3 separate regions of the Mus musculus genome follow, and regions 1 and 2 are each linked to region 3. A link is a contact called in public HiChIP or PLAC-seq data. All regions are on one chromosome and are shown on one strand. Each heading gives the region's core, a stretch centred on a gene start, on an enhancer-like site or on the middle of the called end of the contact. The rest is flanking DNA. Distances are from core to core; before and after follow the strand shown. Region 1 has its middle 23 kb from the start of Gm41184. Region 2 has its middle 5.7 kb from the start of Gm41184. Region 3 holds the start of Adra1a (adrenergic receptor, alpha 1a).

Evidence for each region. HiChIP or PLAC-seq counts read pairs in DNA pulled down with a chosen protein or histone mark.
Region 1: an H3K27ac HiChIP or PLAC-seq map of SST interneurons shows a contact between it and region 3, with 4 times the contacts expected there. The contact joins the enhancer-like site here to the promoter of Adra1a in region 3. A contact is called at or near these places in 3 of 39 promoter capture datasets (embryonic stem cells and stem cell-derived epiblast-like cells), 2 of 484 Hi-C or Micro-C datasets (cerebral cortex and forebrain), 6 of 115 datasets of contacts at active chromatin or transcription factors (SST interneurons, VIP interneurons, embryonic forebrain and 3 more) and 1 of 9 other capture datasets (adipose tissue).
Region 2: a contact with region 3 is called in an H3K27ac HiChIP or PLAC-seq map of neural progenitor cells, with 10 times the contacts expected there. The contact joins the enhancer-like site here to the promoter of Adra1a in region 3. A contact is called at or near these places in 6 of 39 promoter capture datasets (the HPC-7 cell line, cranial neural crest, embryonic stem cells and 2 more), 6 of 484 Hi-C or Micro-C datasets (cerebral cortex, cortical neurons, embryonic stem cells and 3 more), 9 of 115 datasets of contacts at active chromatin or transcription factors (bone marrow-derived macrophages, embryonic forebrain, embryonic hindbrain and 5 more) and 1 of 9 other capture datasets (liver).

Annotation. Positions count from the first base shown.
Region 1 is chr14:66,448,137-66,451,994 of GRCm38.p6, forward strand. No RefSeq gene overlaps it. Among named protein-coding and RNA genes, the nearest start is that of Gm41184, 23 kb to the right of the region's middle. Within about 2 kb of position 2,450, at least 12 of the 459 cell types and tissues checked have an H3K27ac peak or open chromatin away from gene starts, as enhancers often do. A contact at or near this core is called in SST interneurons and cerebral cortex, where this site is marked.
Region 2 is chr14:66,476,530-66,480,180 of GRCm38.p6, forward strand. No RefSeq gene overlaps it. Among named protein-coding and RNA genes, the nearest start is that of Gm41184, 5.7 kb to the left of the region's middle. Within about 2 kb of position 2,187, at least 14 of the 459 cell types and tissues checked have an H3K27ac peak or open chromatin away from gene starts, as enhancers often do. A contact at or near this core is called in cortical neurons, forebrain, hippocampal neurons and 2 more, where this site is marked.
Region 3 is chr14:66,633,797-66,637,394 of GRCm38.p6, forward strand. Adra1a (adrenergic receptor, alpha 1a) reads left to right here and starts at 1,455. Exons shown (of 4, transcript NM_001271760.1): 1 at 1,455-1,807.

The DNA of each region.
Region 1 (3,858 bases), core at 1,200-3,699, 180 kb before region 3:
TGTCAGGATACAGGGCAAGGAAAGCCAAAGCTGTTTCCAGACTGTGTGAGGACTCACCAGAAGAGGACCAGCCATGAGGACTCAGCAGAGGAGCCTCAGCCCTGTAGTTCTATAGATACTGGCCTTTATTTTCTCTAATGGTCATACTGACTTGGCAGATAATTAAATCTCCACGATCATCAGAAACATGATTTATGTAAGATGCTGGTGAGGTTGGGGGAAGGGTCATATTGACTTTTATATGCTTTATAGTACAGGCTGGGAGATAGCCTAGAAGACAGGAGACTAACACCCCACTTGGAGGCTTCTAGGCATTAGTGGTGGAATTTTGTTAATAGTTTCCAAACACTGAATTCTTAAGCCCAAAGAGAGAAAATTACCTTAAAAATATTTCAGCTCAATTGGTAGAATGCCCAGCTAGAATCTATGCATATATGAAGCCCTGAGTTTGTCCCTAATTCAACATAAAAGCAGACATGATGGTACATGTCTATAGTTCCAGTATGTGGAAAGATGGAGGCAGGAAGATCAGAAGTCCAAGGTCTTCTTTAGGTACATTAGCCAGCTGGAGGCCAGCTTGGGCTACATGACATCAAATACTACTACTATCACTACTACTGACACCAAATCATATCCTTCCTTCCAGTCTGATTTAGACCTCCATATGGTAGGTAGTTCCTTCATCTCTTGTGGGAACATTCTAAGATCAGTGGATGTAGGAAATCTCTGATAGTACTGGCTCCTATACAACAGTGTGATGCAGCAACAGCTAATCTGGTAACTGTGACTACCGGGGTGGGTAGTGTATACAGCATGGATACTCTGGACAAATGGGGTGGGTGATTCATATCCTGCGCAAGGCACAGTAGGATGTTGTGAGGCTTCTTCATGCTGTTAAGAATAAGGTGCAACTAACTTTTAAAAATATTTTTGTTTCATTTATTATTAGTGTGTAGAGACACGCCATGGTCCACTTTCGGAGATCAGCCAACTTCATAGAGTTGGTTTTCCCTTTCTACCTTCACGTGGACTCCAGGCATCACACTTGGGTCATCAGGCTGGTAGAGCGAGTGCTTCTACCTGCTGAGCCATCTCACCCGCTCCCCATGAACAATGTAAACTGAATGCTTTAGTCCTGGAAGGTCCACTTACAGTCTTCAGATCACAGCTGGCCTTTGTCTCCCTAAAACTGGTAAGTGAAACTATGAACGAAGAAAAGGGGGGTACTGTAGCTTTAATTTGTAGAGATGAACTTAGAAAGTTGCAAGCAGTTGCAATTTGCTTCTGATACCCTCCCTGTGCCCCCAGTCAGTCTGCATGCAACAGTCCTCTTCCCAGGTCTCTTAGGCTTTCTCTTTCTATTCTATCAATGCATCTTTATCCTCTCGTCCTCAAATTGTGGAGTAAAATTTCCGTCGTAGAAGTCCATCCAACTAGCCTTCATTCAATGTTTCTCATATTCAAATTTATCTTTTGTGACCCATTTTAGCCTCTCAAGATCCACTACTACCTCAGTTTACCTTATATTAGCAAGGTCCTAGAAAATCTTAAGGCTGCATATACTAGCTTGTACAGGGATCAGGACTACTAAGCAGCTATTCCATGCTCTCAGGAAGACCAGTAAGGGCTTCACTGGAGACCACCTGTGGTGTGAATGAATCTTTAGTTGGCTGGAAACCCAGAGAGGCAGAGCAGAGCAGTCTGGCCCTATAGAGTGTTTGAGAGTTAGAAAAGGTTTTCCCAAGTCCCTTCAATTTCACTAAGCCATTCCATCTCTATATATGTTAGGCTCAGATAGGATGACTCAAAATCAACTTCAAATCAAACCTAAAATACTCCTTTGGCTTCCACAACAGCCTCTGAAATGCTGAATTTCCTTCCTGGGAAAGTATGTTTGCCTTTGATAACAGAACTTCATTAAATGCCATGATCGCCACGCTTCTAATTCACCCTAGCTCATCACACTCTCATGCCCTCTGCTCTAAACACCTCACCCACAGCCTGTCAAATGGTAACGCTCTTGCTAGCTGGTTGGTTTGTTCTCAGTCTTAAATCCACACATCTACCATCCTCTTCCTCTGCCCTCTATCTTAGTTTATCCAAGGGACGTGCTTCTCACACCACCACACTTTAAACATCGTGCACACCAGCAGCATATTCTCTCCATAAGCTTCATGCTGCCGGTGGAAGCAGAGCTAAGTGTCTTTCCAATACCAAGCTGAGCTTCCCGGTCCTTCACACCACTCGGGTGAGCAGGCTTTCAGAGAATAGCTGGAATCCTGCCCCTGGGAATCAGCAAGAGCCTTTGAATGCCAGTGCCCTGCCGGCTCTCTATCGGATGTTGCTTCCAGAGGCTAGACAGTTTTTACTCACCAGCTCATCAGAGTCTTACACCCTGGAGAGGCTTTTAAAAATAGCCATCTCTTGCAAAGTAGAGAATTAGGATTCAGCTCTGTTTTGTTGCCGAGGTGCAGAGCAGATGCCTCTCAGCTGATGCTTCAGTCGAGTTGATCTGTCGTCTCGAGGCAGGCTGCTGCTCACGGAGCTCTTTCTGTAGCTGCTTGTTTACCTGTTGAATGCCTTCGCTCAGACATGTTTTGTGGGGTGACATATTCAGGTATATCCAGCTGCAGAGACTTCAGACAGCTCTTTCTCCTGCACTCAGTGCTGTGAGACTCCCAGTGGGAGACAGTGACGCCATCTAATGACATTTTCTCCTTATTGATTTGATGGGAACACCTGGCCTGTGTCTGCAAGATGAAGAAATAGGGTGCAATTAGTTTCTGATGTTCAGAAGAAAGCTGGAAAATTCTTGCTAATGTTTAGGCTCGTTGACTCTTTCTTTCCAATAAATTTATTTTTATGGTCAGTGTTTCTCTCACAAGGAAATTTCATCTAAAACCCATTTGTCCTCTTATATTTTAAATGACAAAAATGAATCCTTTATTCCTTCCTCTAGCTCACACATAGTTAAGTGGTAACATGTGCTTGGATACTCTATTTGTTTATATTTGATAATAATGCAGGCCCCCATCTATTTCCAGAAATTTTAGAGAGATACTATTTAGCATTCAGGGGTCTGTCAGTGAGACATCTAAGATGTGTGGAGCCAGGGTCTCTGTTGTCCTTTACAGGACCTGAAGGACAATCCAATGATACAGCTTTGTGAGGAAAGATGATGAAGTTGGAGGTTTGGGAACCACAATGGATTAATTGCACAATGAGATTAAACAAACAGCCTGTTGCCCAAGATGGAAGCTGTGGGGAGTACATCTGAGCAGTGACTGCAGCTCAAGAACCTGGGCCTCTCCTTGTTACACTAGTTGGATGGTAAGCAAGGCAGACTGCCTAATGGGCAGGGGCAGGGACCCAAGAAAGCACAATGGTCATGAAAGGATGGCGGGAATCAATAAAAAACATCAGGACCAAGAAACTGCAGTGCACCCAGGACCATAACGTTACTCAGGAACATGTCAGTTACATACCGTGGTGACATACAATCTGCAATACATATGACATATGTGACATATAGATTCACATGCTCAATTATGTCCTTCTGAATAGAAAGTATAGAACAGGGAAAACCTATGGAGAATAAGCTATTGTACATTGCTAGTGAAAGTGGCCTGTCTGAAAGGTAATGTAACTAGAATTTCTGATTTTTTTTAAGGATTGATCAAGTTTATTTTTTCATTAATTAATTAATTTACTTACTTTACATCCTGATCAGAGCTTCCTTTCCCCTCTTCTCCTCCCAGTCCCTTTCTCTCTCTTCCCCTCTCCCTACGCCTGGTCTTCCTTTGTCCTCAGAGAAGAGGAGAACTCCCATGGATATCAACTTACCCTAGCATATCAAGT
Region 2 (3,651 bases), core at 937-3,436, 160 kb before region 3:
TGTTTCACAGTTAGCATGCATTTTCTGCTTGTGGCTTCAAATTACTATGTTATTGCATAGCTTTTGAGGAGGACTCATTTTAAGTTCTGTGCAGCCTCTGGCGCTGTCTCTGGGTCTTTATGTGAACACGATGTCAAATTCCTGATTTCATTGTATCATGTAAAGATTGGGAACTGTTGCTTTTGTGAACGCTAGGAAAAGATCTGGTTTTCTTTAAGAAGACAAGACAGCAAATGCTAAGTACCAGAAATTATTCATTTATTCTTTCTGGCTTCTGTTTTCTTCCATGCTTGAATCTCACCAGAGATTCTCGCCAAGAATGTATTTTGTTAAAAGCTGGGCTGATAAACTTGGGGGATGATGCTGTGTTATGTGTATAATGTATAATGGGGTCTGTTCGTGTCGATCTTATTAACACATGTGTTTATATAGATTATATATTTAGCACATATATGATAATATCATATATATTTATTTCAGAATGGTTTGCTTATAATTTTAGATTTTTAAAATTTATGTGTATGTCTGTGTGCCTACTGGTATTTATGTCTACCACATGTGCAGAGGTCCCTATGGAAGGAAGGCCAGAAGAGGAATCCTCTCCATTGTGAGTTGATGTTTCATATACTTCTTTTTTCTCCTCCTCCTTTTTTTTTTTTTTTTTGAGACAGGTTTTCTCTGTGTGACCCTGGCTGTTCTGGAACTTGCTCTGTTGACCAGGCTGGCCTCGAACTCACAGAGATCCACCTGCCTCTGCCTCTCAAGTGCTGGGATTAAAAGTATGCATCACCCAGCCAGATGTGTCATTTTAAAACTATCCATAAACATATACACTCTGTAAAAGTAAAATCATAAGTACATCATAAAACATAATACATATAATACTTTATATGGTATGTATAATTTATTTTATAACACATTTAACTTATGTTAACATATAAGTTAATCCTCTTAATCTTGATATCGTAAAATTTAATGTTTACATAGTTTTAACATATAAAATTTAAATAAAATAGTAGGGCTCCTTCCTGAAAGAAAAATGTAAGCTGCTAGGTTGATTGAATGAATGAATGAGTAGGAAATGTTCCCCTTTCTTAGACATTTGATATGTGTGTCTATATAAAAAAGACAAAGCTATGGATACGTTTAGGCAAACAATATAAGTTTTTAGAAATTCAATGCACTATCGATTGCACCATTGAGCCACCTAATGAAAGTTTTTTAAAAGAAGTATTTTACTGGGTGGTGGTGCACACTTTTAATTCCAGCACTTGAAAGGGAGAGTCAGGTGGATCTCTGTGAGTTCGAGGCCAGCCTGGTCTATAGAAAGAGTTCCAGGATAGCCAGGGCTACACAAAGAAACCCTATCTCAACCTCAAAACCCAAAGGATGAATAAATAATATGATATGATATGATATGAGAAACATTTTATTATATATTTTGTTTATTTATTATAATATAATAATTATTTCGGTGTATATGTGTACACTTACAGTGGTTTACCTGCTGAGGTCAGAGAACAACTTTTAAATAAATATACATTTCTAGAGTGTTCTTTAACTTTGGTCAGATAGAAAATACTATTTACATTTAGCGATCTGCAGGGAAAGCAGATAGGACATTTTTGTGGAGTCATACACACACCCATGACCCCTTAACGCCTGTTCATTGGTGCTGCCAAGTGGCTGTGTGACCTTTTCTAAGCAGTAGACCTCTCTGGTCTCACAAATGAGGCTAACAGAAGTTAGCTAAGTTCGCCTTGCTGAGGTAATCCTGTGATTCCAAAACAATTGAGAAATGGTAGCCATAGGACTCCTTTCCAAAGGCACTGTTGCTGGCTTTTTTTCCTGTCCCTTCTGGGTCTCTCCTCCTTTTCTCTGTGCGTTTAACAGCAGGGAAATGTGCTGTGGAAAGACCAAAATAGCCCCAGCCAAGAAACAGACAGGAGACCACAGGACTCCACAGGGGCGTCCGGTTTCAAATACTTGTCAACAAGTCCCGAGCAGGACATGGGAAGGGACCTGTGGTTAAGGCCACTATGACCGTCCTGGGCTCCACAGAGCACTTAAGGCTCTCAGGGAACCCTGGGAAGCCATCATACCTGCTGGGGGTTGCAGCCCAGGAACCAGCTCTAGCTGGGACAAGGAGGCTTCTATATCCTGCTTCCCAGGGTCCTCCTGTTCCCATGGCAACTCTGATGGCTCCTTGAAAATACTCAGAGAATGGATAACCGATCGGTTGTGTGCCTGCACCTGCCCTGGCCAGTATCCCAAATCCACAAGGGACAAACGCCTGGTGTGTCCTTAACTCTGTGAGCCAGAGGCACCAAGCTATGGAAGCCAGAAGAATGAATCCCTCATTCTAACCTTCTGGGTCAGTGCCCTAAATGTCACGTCTTGTTAGCCATCCCTTGAAGAAGGAGATCCGTGATAATCATTCTCAGCCTTAATGCTAATTTGAAGCAGGCTTCTGGAAAGGATCCTGGGTCTGCGTGACCATAGCTGGTGTCTTTATCCAGATTTATAAAAATCCCAGGAGGAAGAATTGGTCTTTGGAACACAGACGTATATATCACCCTAAATTTGGCAAGCTGTGTATCTTAAAACTGCCCTGACACAAACAGCTTCTTCTAACACTGAATTCCACAGAGGAAAGGACTCTGAAATATGGGTTGTAATTCCCATTAAGAGATTTTTTTTAATGTATTCTAAGATATGCCATCTATAATCTATATCACTGAAATGAAGTACCGGGGTTCCGGAACTGAGCCGTAGGAGGAAAGGAACACAGCCTCCCTTCCTCAGGGGGGCGGCAGTTGGAAGGATTTTAGTTAGGTGGTGGAGGGGTATGTCTGCCAACCCAGACCTCAGACCTGTGATGTGACACACTGTCACTGGCCCCTGCAGATTTGTGCAAAGCAGCTGAGAGAACTCCCTGAAGGGATTGCTGTCCTGGGGTGATCAATGCAACATGGAGTACAGCAGGTTAGAAGAAAGACTCCTGTGCTGAGGAATTGAGTGGGGGTGACTTCCCAAAGAGACAAAGAGACAAAAGGATTGAAAATGTATACTCATCCTTTGAAGTACTAGTAATAGCTGTCTTTAACAGAGAGGAAAGGCAAAACCAAGAAGCTCGTGAGAGATGCCGAGGCTAAAGGGAACCTATTCTTGAATCCATCGGAAGCCGAGTCCCTTCTGTTCCTATTACACCCGTAATAAATTTATATATATTTAAAAATACCAGTGCAAGGTGCGCCATCATTTTAGTCAAGTGGGAATCAATTGCTTTACTCCGAAGCTTTCTCTTCGTAAGCATTCTCCTCTTGACAGCACACTCCATAGTGAAGAATCTCACTCATCAAGAAAATTGCATAAGCTGGACACCTAACAATGTTAGCTCCTCTCTTGACTCCATCAGCAAATGAAACCCCTCTAAAATGTTTCTGCTGGAAATCTCAGGCATGAGTCCGAACATGAGAAGCAGCTTCCTGTGCAGACCTGAGCTCAGAAGAGCGAGACTGCCTCAGGGATGTAGGGTTTAAGGTCTTAGCTAAACTTTGGGGCTGTACATGGTGCTAGACCTCAGAGTCTCTTAGGTGGCTCTGTAAAACACTGTGGAATAAAAGGACTTCAGTGGGCTGGCTAATGTAA
Region 3 (3,598 bases), core at 205-2,704:
TGGTCTTGCAAAGATTATATGCCCCATTACAGGGGAATGTCAGGGCCAGGAAGCAGGAGTGGGTGGGTTGGGGAGTGGGGCTGGGGAGGGTATAGGGTACTTTCGGAGAGGAAACTAGAAAAGGAGATAGCATTTGAAATGTAAATGAAGAAAATATCGAATTAAAAAAATTCTCTAAACATCTTTTTTTGGAAAATGAGTAATGCTAACACAAGTTTGTTCAGGAAAGGGAGCAGAAATATAGGGCTTTTGTGATCTAAGTTATTGTTTCATATATACATGCAAGAGAAGACTGTACCTGCTACATGCAGCTGTAGCCCCATGCTCCCAAGGTTAGCTCAGCATCGCAAGATTTAAGGGATTCTAGCAAGTGTTTGGAACACTCATCCTCTGTCCGAGTCAATAACAATGAAAGACATAGGAAACGGGAGCCAGAATGGGAAAATTCTTGTTTGTTCTTAATTCTCTGAAGTTCTTTTGACTTCACGAAGTCCTAAGTTAACCAGAGCGTGGAATTTGTCCAGACGAGATAAATAATAAAATTGGTTGTGTACGTTTTCCACTCAAACAAGTTTAAAAAAAAAAGTAACAAAAGAGAAGAAACTCTTCTCCAAGGTTATATTTTCTTTTGAGAACTGGAAACAAGTGCACTTATAGACACTGGTTGAGGGAGAGATTGCCTTGAGAGCATATAGTTTTTAAAACTCCGTGTAACCAAATGAAAGGTGGGTCATATTTTAAAAGACTTTATTTTCCTTGAACTACTGCAACCAAGTCTAAGGAGCTTTCTCTGGGCTTGTGTACTTTTTAAACATCTGCAAATAATGTCAAGCACCTACACATTTGCCACCACCAGCCACACACTTCCTTTTTTTTTTTTTTTTTTTTTTTTTTGGTTTTGGTTGTGGTTGTGGTTGTGGTTTTTCGAGACAGGGTATCTCTGTATAGTCCTGGCTATCCTGGAACTCACTCTGTAGACCAGACTGGCCTTGAACTCTGCCTCCCAAGTGCTGGGATTAAAGGCATGCCACTACCACCATTGCCAGGCGACTTCTTGACTGAAATAAACCGGGCCGGGAGTTGGACTAAACTTTTCAAAGTAACCTTTGGGGAATTTCCGTGAGCACATTATCTATTCAGTAAGAACTTGGAAGGGAGTCTGCTTTTGGTTGGTTGGTTTTTTATTTGGTTTTGTTCTTTAATGTATTTATCAGCCTATTGATAGGGGAAACCCAGAGAAGGGAAGGAGAGGGAGGGGGATCAGTATCAAGCGTGGAGGGATGAGGGTAAAAAAGAGGAAGGGGTAAACGGGAAGTAGAGATCGAAATGGGACAGAGAAACAGGAAGGGAGAGAGACGAAATCCACTTTTTAAATAAGAAGGAGAAGGACAGTAACCCCGAATTTTACGAAATGTGCGGGTTGCTGCAGAGGAATACGGTAACAGCTGGAGATTACGGTACTCGCTAGGCTACAGCCTGCCTGTACTACGTCAACCCGAGCTGCAAAGTTCCGAGCCGCTCTTTTCTGTGTCCAGGAACTGAATATCAAACTGGTGATCGTGGAGTTATTGGATCGCTGTATTTGTCATTTCTTTTCTCTGTTTTCAGTCTTTATTTTAAAATATCCAGGAGAAGCAAGAAGCGAGCCCGGAGTTTGAGGGCTCAGCAGTGGTGGGGTGAGTCAGCGGGTGCTAAGGACTGGGTCTTGGTCTTTGGAGACCCTGTTCTCCTGCAGAGAACCAGAGGGCTCTGCGAGGACTGAAGGTCCGCTTCTCCTGGCGCCAGGGCCTCCGCAGCCGCGCAGCAGGTGAGTAGCGCAGCGGTGCGGAGCGCCGGCATCCCGCAGGGCCGAGTTGTGGGGTGGGCTGGTGTGCCCCTGGACTTAGCCTCGATTCTCCGCTTTGGGACTGGCTTTGAAACCAGCACCCCAAACCACCAGGTTTCCCTGATTTGCCATGGGAAGTTACCTTCTAGTTAACAAGTGTCATTTTAACCCATATATAGACCCCAAGTGGGAGAAAGCGGGTTCCGCAGTGTTGGTGTGGTTTGGTTATCACCTGTGAGGGCTTGAACTTGTGATTGTTTTCACAGCAGCCTGCTCCTGAGATCTCAGTCTTAGGGCTGTACCCCAAAAGACAAAGTATGCAGGTCCCGAAGCCCCAAACCTCTGTCTTACATCTCCTGGTCTGGTCCTTTTGCAGTGTAGAAATCGGGTTATTTAGGCAGATCGTGAACCCTAGCCCAGAAAATCCCAGGCTTCCCCGACTGCTGGCATGGGGACTTGATTTTTTTTTTTTAAGTCCCTTAGGGAATCCGCAGTGACTGCTACTCACAAAGCCTGGTCCGAGGAATAATGCGCTCCCACCCAGGTCTCCCAGAAAGCCCGGGTGTGGCTTGAGACTGGAATCCCTACAGCGGTCGCCCCTTGAAGATCCTGCCTGAATCCATCCGGGCCCTGTTTAGCTCTGGGAATTGGCTTTGCTGGGAACCTAGCTCTTTCTCGAGGGTGACTTGGCTGGTAGGCAGACCCGCGCGCTCTGCTCCCACGAGCGCAAATTCCGCGGGAGAAAGCGTACGCGCGGCCCTGCGGTTCCGTGCTCTCCGAGGTTCGCACTCCCAGACCGCCCTCTCCAGGTGACTATGGTGCAACCTGTTCTAAGGGAGACACGGAGGATCCCCACACCACCCCTGAGATTCTACCGGCTTGCCTCTGTGCGACAACCGCAGCTGCAGTCGAGCATGTGGAGCTGAGGTGGTGATGCAGGAAGGGGGCGTTTCGGGGCTTTATTTTCTCCAACCTATCTCTCGAAATTCAGCTTCCAGCTACTGCAGCTTGGGGTTTTATTGTCATTATTTGAGGTGGGGAGTTTTTTTTTTTTTTTTTTTTTTTTCTCTCTTGCTTGCTTTTGTTTTGGATTCTGAACTTGGTCAGCCAAGGCAAGGTGAAGCATTCGAAGGCACCTTCCCAGAGGGGAGGACTGGGGAGGACTGCAGAGGGGGACAGAGCACGCAGTCCCCTCCCTTGTCCCGTGTTGCCTACGTCAGGGCCTCACAAAGCCACTCATGGACTGCAGAGCGGCGGGCTCCCAGCAGGAGTCTGGTTACTGGGCGAGCTCCCCAGGGCCTGGCTGTCCAGGGCGACTGGCTCACGGACTGCCTTTTTCTTTGTGTTTTTTATTTTCAGCTGAATTCAGATAAACGAAGCTCCAGGGCCACTTCGGTCTCAGCAAATATTCCAGACCCATGTTACCTAGCCAGAACTCCTAGAAACTGGAGCTAGCGGTATCCCATAGATGGGCGGCCAAGTTGAGAGTCACTGCCGGTCAGCTGCAGCGCCCATTCGCCCAGCGTCCCTGCCTTGAGCTTCGAAGGCTGAGCCACACTTAGCTAACCATTTCAGCAAAGACTAGTCACAGACTCGTGAATTTCTAATTGCGTGGATGCACAGGATGGATCAGAGTGCACAGAGAAGCGGATTTTTGTAATTTCTGGTGGCTTTCACAGCATGTCCTTTTAAACCTTTGGAAGGTGTCCCCAGAAGCCCAGAGCGCGCCTGGCCATGTCTCCTTTAATGCTCTGTTCCTCAACGTGGCCCTCT